Regions from separate parts of the Mus musculus genome. Here region 2 is linked to region 1. The links are chromatin contacts, called in public HiChIP or PLAC-seq maps. All regions are on one chromosome and are shown on one strand. The core of a region is the stretch at or near the end of the contact, and the rest is flanking DNA. Distances in the headings are between cores, read along the strand shown. Region 1 has its middle 68 kb from the start of Gm12707. Region 2 overlaps Fggy (FGGY carbohydrate kinase domain containing).

Region 1 (3,107 bases), core at 310-2,809:
TGAGAAACTGATATACACACTCACACAAACACCCATGGAGGGAGTAAGCAGACTATTATTAAGGTCAGCAAGTGATGAACCTTGCCCTCAGTATTACTCCAGCAAGCTTTAGCAGCATGCTGGCCTAGAGCAGGCTCTTCCAAGTACTTGTAGCAGGATCTCTTGGCTGAAAGGTGCCTCTCCAACCTTCCTCAGTGGCAGTTTTGCCTGGCAAGAGTAGCAGCTTGCTCCATCACAAATGTCAGGAGACAAAACAACCCCAAATAACCTGGAACTAGAAGCTAAGCTGACTGGACACACACTTTCCTCATTCAGAAGTTTCTGGAAACCCCAAGAAAGATTGGGTCCTGCTTAGCAGCTCACTCACGTAGAACCTAGTGCTGCCTAATATATCATGACTCCCTCCATACCTCAGTGAATTCAGACCTCTAGTAAACCCCTGGGATTTTCTTAAAAAGACACTGAGATAAATGTCAACAAGGGAGCTTTCCAGCCACAAAAGACTGGGGTAAATTAGTTTATTCTTCAATGAAAATGTTTTTCAGTGTTAGGGACTGTATATATTGTTTTTACCTCTTTTCTGGCCTAACTCTTCTCTCCTCTCCATCCCTGGCCAGCACAATAACTGGTATATAATGCCATGACCAGTGCTCTCCACTGAGCTCCTGCAGATACCTAGGCCTGTATCCACTTCTCACAGAGGCTAGACTTAGTACTTCTAAGAGGTTTGATTGCAAGTTGAATATCAGACGTGGCATTTCCACCACCAGCCCAGCTCTCCTATTCTCTCTTTACAGTCTCTGCCTTTGTCCCCAACCTTGCTCTGTCTTGCCCCTTGGTGCACTACCTCCTTCACTGTCTCTTCCCCTATGCTGTGTTCTCTGTTGTCCATGCCTCTAGCTCCTCCTGTGAGTATCATCTTGTGAGCATCATCTTAGCTCGTGTCTCCCTGTCTCCTAGCCAGGATGCATTGCCAGATCCCCAGCTTCTGTTGTGCTCATGGTCCTCTTCACTTTGTTGTCTGCACTCTGGAAGGTTTTCCTCTTCCAGCGGCCTCATGCTGTGGACAGGCTGCATCTTTGCCTGCTTTAAAGACTCTGAGTCCATCACAGGAGATCTGAGATCTCCTGTGGGAGAATGGGAATGGTTCCCAGTGAACTCTACATCACAGAACTCTGCTATCAAATTTAGAAGGCCTCCCTGTAGAGCACCCCAAATGTGGAAACTTAAGTGTGTCTTCCTCTGCTCTTAGCTGAGTTTCTGGAAGATGGACAACATGGAAGTAAAGCTATAGGAATTAGACCACCTTATCCATCCCACCTCCATCTTATCAGAGCAGCCCTATTCTGCCCTAACAGCTCCCTCACTACCTCCCTGTCTGCAACAGTGTGGCCATCACCACGTGGGCAGCTGTAGTCACATTCAGAGGTGAGGCAGAAGGACTCACTTCAACTCTGACATTTAGCATCTCCCCTGAGACTTTGGTGTTTAGTCACCCTGCTGGGTGCAAGCAGGAATAGCCTTTTCATCAGATGTCTGTGGCCTGGGGGAAGGGCACGTCAGACACAGGCTAGTCTGCTGAGTCAGGGTTCAATGTGGTCAGTCTCCTTGGCCTTGACAGTGGCCCTCTGTAGGAATGCATCTTTCCTCTCTAAAGCCAGTTGATTCTTGGAGTACATTCAATCCAAGCTGTGCAAGTAAGACTATTCCCTGTCCATCTGTAGAAAAGAAGATGATCACAGCTGGGAAGAAAGCAGATGTTGGAGGCAGACAGTTGAACCTCTATGACCCTCAGTTTAACTTCTCCTAATGAAGCACTATTATCTAACTGTATATCTTGCTATGAGATCAAATGAAGAGGAACATATCGAAGTCTTACCAGAGTGCTTGGCCAAAAGTCATCAGCCTAAAATGGCATTAATATAGTGACTTCTTAGGTCATCCTTGTTCTTTGGGGAAGATTGTGCCTTTCCTGCAACCTAGCACAAAGGTCTGGCTCTCAGATGCCTAAACCCATGGTTATATCCACGTGGCTCTGGAAATTTGAAATGAAAAACAATTGAGACAGCAAAAAAGGAAAGGGAAGTTAAAGATCATTGGCTTTTTCCTTTCCTTTTTTTTTTTTTTTTTTTTTCTTAATGCACAAACTGCTTCCACAGCTTGGATGATCCCTGACTATGTTTTATTTCTTTGTATGGAATGCAGTTTCCAGAATAAAACTATGCACTTAGCCTGTAAGAAAGGATTTCCATAAACAAAGTCCACTAAGTGAGACCTCTGAAATAATGGCACCTTTACTACCCCTGGAATTAGACTGACTGACGTTCTTATGTTGGCTCTTTGCTTAATCCCTCTCTCCATCCTATGTTTCTGCTCTTTACTTAGGAGAAAAATACTCATGTAGTCTTTGGACCAACATAAAGAGGGCCTGGTATATTCAGTGTTGTTAGGCGAGATGTTTAACCTCCCCAGTAACTTAGCTATCTTTAGCCTCCTCGATGCTATTTTGAAATGTCAAACTAGCAAACACTGCTTCCAGAATGGCTCTAAGATGAGATGTGACAGGATGCTTGGGGGTGGGATGATGGGGAGGAGGTGGGGGATGATAAAGGAGCCTTCTGATACAGGGTGAGGTAATACAACAACTTTTCAACTGCCAAGACTATGTCTCTTCTATCATCCCATCCTCTTCCATGGCCTGGCCCAATCCAGGAGGGTAAGGGGCCAATGGGCTAAAAGGATTTATGCTTATGTGACTCTGGAGCCAAAGGTGGACATCACATCAGGCAAATGAGAAAATCCACTGTAAAACTACTATGAACTTATCATTCAGTTATATTAGTGGTGTTATAGGAAAGATGAGGATGCAGTAACTTACAAAGGTACTTGTACATTAGCCTTTGATTATTTTATAAATGCAAGAGGAAAAAAAATGACCTAAAGGGAAAGAATATTTATTTAGCTCATGGTTTTAGTAATTGCAGCCTGTGAACTTTGGCTTTAAGATTTTGGGCCTCTGGTGAGACTGGATATCATGGCTATGGTCACAGTTGGAAGAGAAGGCTGTTTATCTGATAGCAGAAAAGGAAGCAGAGAAAATTCAGAAA
Region 2 (3,107 bases), core at 218-2,717, 450 kb before region 1:
TGATCTGAATGTCACACATGGTCATATTCTGCTGCTTCAGAACAACCCAGGCAAACATGTAATCATGCCACCGCACTGTTTAGGAGACCATGTTTAAACCAGATAGGTACAGAAAACTGTCAACAATTCAAAACAATTTTTTTTTAAAAAGGACAAGTTTTAAAGTGAAGGTCTTAGTTTATCCTGTCCCTCAAAGAACTGCCTCAGACGCTCACCTGGGCATTTTGGAGTTGGGCTAGAAACAAGGCTACCCAAGGCAACACCTCACCTTTCAGACCTGTAACCTCAAACTTCCCCAAGGCTGAACGGAGGCTCGGAGCAGCAGCTAAAGAGAAATTGGGGTCCCGGTGGAAAGCACAGCATGAAATTCTATTCGTTGTCTGTGTTAGTCATATATGAGACTAGAAGGGGAGTCTGAATTCTCAGGTCCCAGGTCCCACTGCTGCTGAGTTTTACCACCAGGCCATTTGTCTCTGCCACTAGAAAGAAGTGGCTCTAATGAGAAGCTCAGTAACATCTTCATTTGTGACAGTCATAATGGGGGCACACAGAAGATCAGAAGGAGGAAGGAATTCCAACACATACTACAACATAGATGGATCTGGAACACATTGTTATGCTAGAAAGAAGCCAGTCACCCAAAGGCAAATGCTATTTAATGCTGCTTATACAATGTGGTTAGAGCTGTTGAAATTAGGTATATGCTGGTCAGGAGCTGTGGGAGCGGCTATGGAAGGGGCTATGCAGAATTACTGTTTCATGGGTCCAGAGTTTAGGCCCACGTGTTGAAAAGAGTTCTGGAAACTGATGGTGCTGACAGTCGCACAGGATTGTGACTGAGCCCCACTCCGTGAAACAGGAACACTCAGAAAGGGGTAAAGGGTTAAAATGCTGAATGATAGACCATATCCATTTTACCCCAACTAAATAGGAAAAAAAGAGCACAACTCAGACCACCTCCCACAGTGGTTATCTGTATTATTTTCTTCCGCATACAATGTAAAGCACAGCCTTCAATGTCTTTATATTTTTCAAAGTATAAGGGCTTCTAAAGTCCTCCCAGGGTATTTCCGTGGAAAGTAAAAAGTCAGGAAGAAACAGTCAGTTATATAAAGTTTTATATCTGCATGTCTTATATGATTTCTTATATCATATATGGCTTGCTGACCATTGACTTTTTGCCTTAGCTGGTCTCAGCTTGCTGTCTGTAAAGCTCTCTGGAAGGAACCTTCCAGTCCTAACTGGTAACTGTTTTCCAAATACTAATACGAGGTACTCTCTCACGAATTAGCTCATCTGTACTAAGCATTCTTCAGAATGTTTTGGAGCGCTTGGCTATTTCTAAAAACCTGCAGTCAGTACACGTGGAAGATGTCATGGTGGGGTGAGCAGACAGGAGGCACTCAAGTATAGGGGCCCTTGAAAGAGCACTGAGGTGGGGTTAGATGCTCTAAGGATCAGGCCTGGGCTCTGCCACCTGCTTGCCATGTGAATCAGGAAGGAAGGAAGCATTTATTAGGGCTTTCTATGCGAGGAGGTACTTTCACACATATTATCTCATTATTTCACATAACTTTCATAATTTATATACCATTTTCACAATCGTTTCCATACCTAGCTATTGCTTGAATTCATGAGTAAGGGGCTATCTTTCAAAATTCTGCCTAAAACTCCCCTTTCTTGAAAACATGGTTTCATTTGGGGCAGAAATTCTCATAAAAACTCAAGTTTGATTCCAGCTATTTATATTTTTCTATTATACATTGAAGAAAAAATAATCAGGAAAGAAACGACTAGCAAAGAATAAGGTTCTCTGCCCAGCACTATGAAGCACCCTGAGAGCCACATGTGCTTTGCTCACATTCCAGCAATGTCAGTTCTTCCTATTTTACCACCTTCTCTGATGCTCAATGACAGTGCATAGAGTTTAGTAACTGACCCAGGCTGGATCCATCAGCTTTCAAAGCCATGTGCTGGTTACCATTTTCTACCCATCTAGTTTGTGTTTGGGCATAGACTATACAACTATTTACATAGTACTCGCCAAATGTTCAAATCTCATGGATAATAAAACTTCACAATGACTTATGCATATACATATATATGTATATATATGCATATATGGCTAAATAAAGACAAATCAGCAAAGCTATACAGGATTATCCATATCAAGCATGACTGTTTAGAATAACCAAGTATTTAAGAAAAAAAAAAAACGAGTTCAAGGAAGAATACCTAAAGTGGTTGTAATGGCAAATGCCTTTAATCCTAGTACCCAGGAGTCAGTGGCCAGCAGAAATCTGTGAATTCAAGATTACCCTGATCTACAGAGTAGGTTCCAGAATAGCCAGGGCTACACATGGAAATCTAGTTTTAAAAAGAAGAGGAGGAAAAGAACGAGAGGAGGAGGAGGTGGAGCAAGAGGAGGAGGAAGAGTAGGAGGAGGAAAAGAAGGAAGAAGGAAGAAGGAGGAGGAAGAGAGGAGGAGGAGGGAGAAGAGGAAGAAGAGGAGGAGGAGGAAGAGGTGGAGGAGGAAGAAGAATTATTTCTAACATCATCTTGCTTTCTACCTTTCTTAGCTTGTTGAAACTGCATGGACCTACCATGTTCCTGGTAGGCCATGGCATGGTCGGAAGCAGCTTTGCAACCTTGCAGATCTGAGTGCAGCCCTGGTTTTGTAATATTTACTGGTGGTAGCTTCTGGAACGGCACTTAACTATTTTAAACCTCAACTTCTCCTTTGTAAACTGAGAGTTCTATTTACTGTTAAAAGAAGATTAAGTGCATTAGACTCATAAAATGCCTTACCCAGTGCCTTCCTGGCCCGAACTGTGGACTCTCAGTGGTCTTCACCACCACACTTTACCACTGCCATTGAATCTGCCTGAGAAGGTTCCAATAAGGCCACAAAAGAGCAAGTGGGTCATAAACTACACACCAAATGGCTGTGACTATCTCTTTGTGTCTCAGTTTAGAACCAGGTGCTTCTGGATTATTCCTCTGGCCCAGTAAATGGAGCAAGAAAGCCCTTTGAATATGGTTCTCCATGCTCTCTTTCTATACTGAATTTACCTTGCAACATCTCTCTCTTTCCAGAATGCTCACAA

What was found. HiChIP or PLAC-seq counts read pairs in DNA pulled down with a chosen protein or histone mark.
Region 2: a RAD21 HiChIP or PLAC-seq map of pro-B cells shows a contact between it and region 1, with 14 times the contacts expected there. The contact joins two enhancer-like sites. A contact is called at or near these places in 1 of 15 datasets of contacts at CTCF or cohesin (pro-B cells) and 5 of 484 Hi-C or Micro-C datasets (the C10 cell line, the NIH/3T3 cell line, the STO cell line and 2 more).

What each region holds. Positions count from the first base shown.
Region 1 is chr4:95,415,688-95,418,794 of GRCm38.p6, reverse strand. No RefSeq gene overlaps it. Among named protein-coding and RNA genes, the nearest start is that of Gm12707, 68 kb to the left of the region's middle. Within about 2 kb of position 1,559, at least 33 of the 459 cell types and tissues checked have an H3K27ac peak or open chromatin away from gene starts, as enhancers often do. A contact at or near this core is called in bone marrow-derived macrophages and pro-B cells, where this site is marked.
Region 2 is chr4:95,866,866-95,869,972 of GRCm38.p6, reverse strand. All of the region lies in intron 14 of Fggy (FGGY carbohydrate kinase domain containing), which reads right to left. Among named protein-coding and RNA genes, the nearest start is that of Hook1, 99 kb to the left of the region's middle. Within about 2 kb of position 1,467, at least 11 of the 459 cell types and tissues checked have an H3K27ac peak or open chromatin away from gene starts, as enhancers often do. A contact at or near this core is called in bone marrow-derived macrophages and pro-B cells, where this site is marked.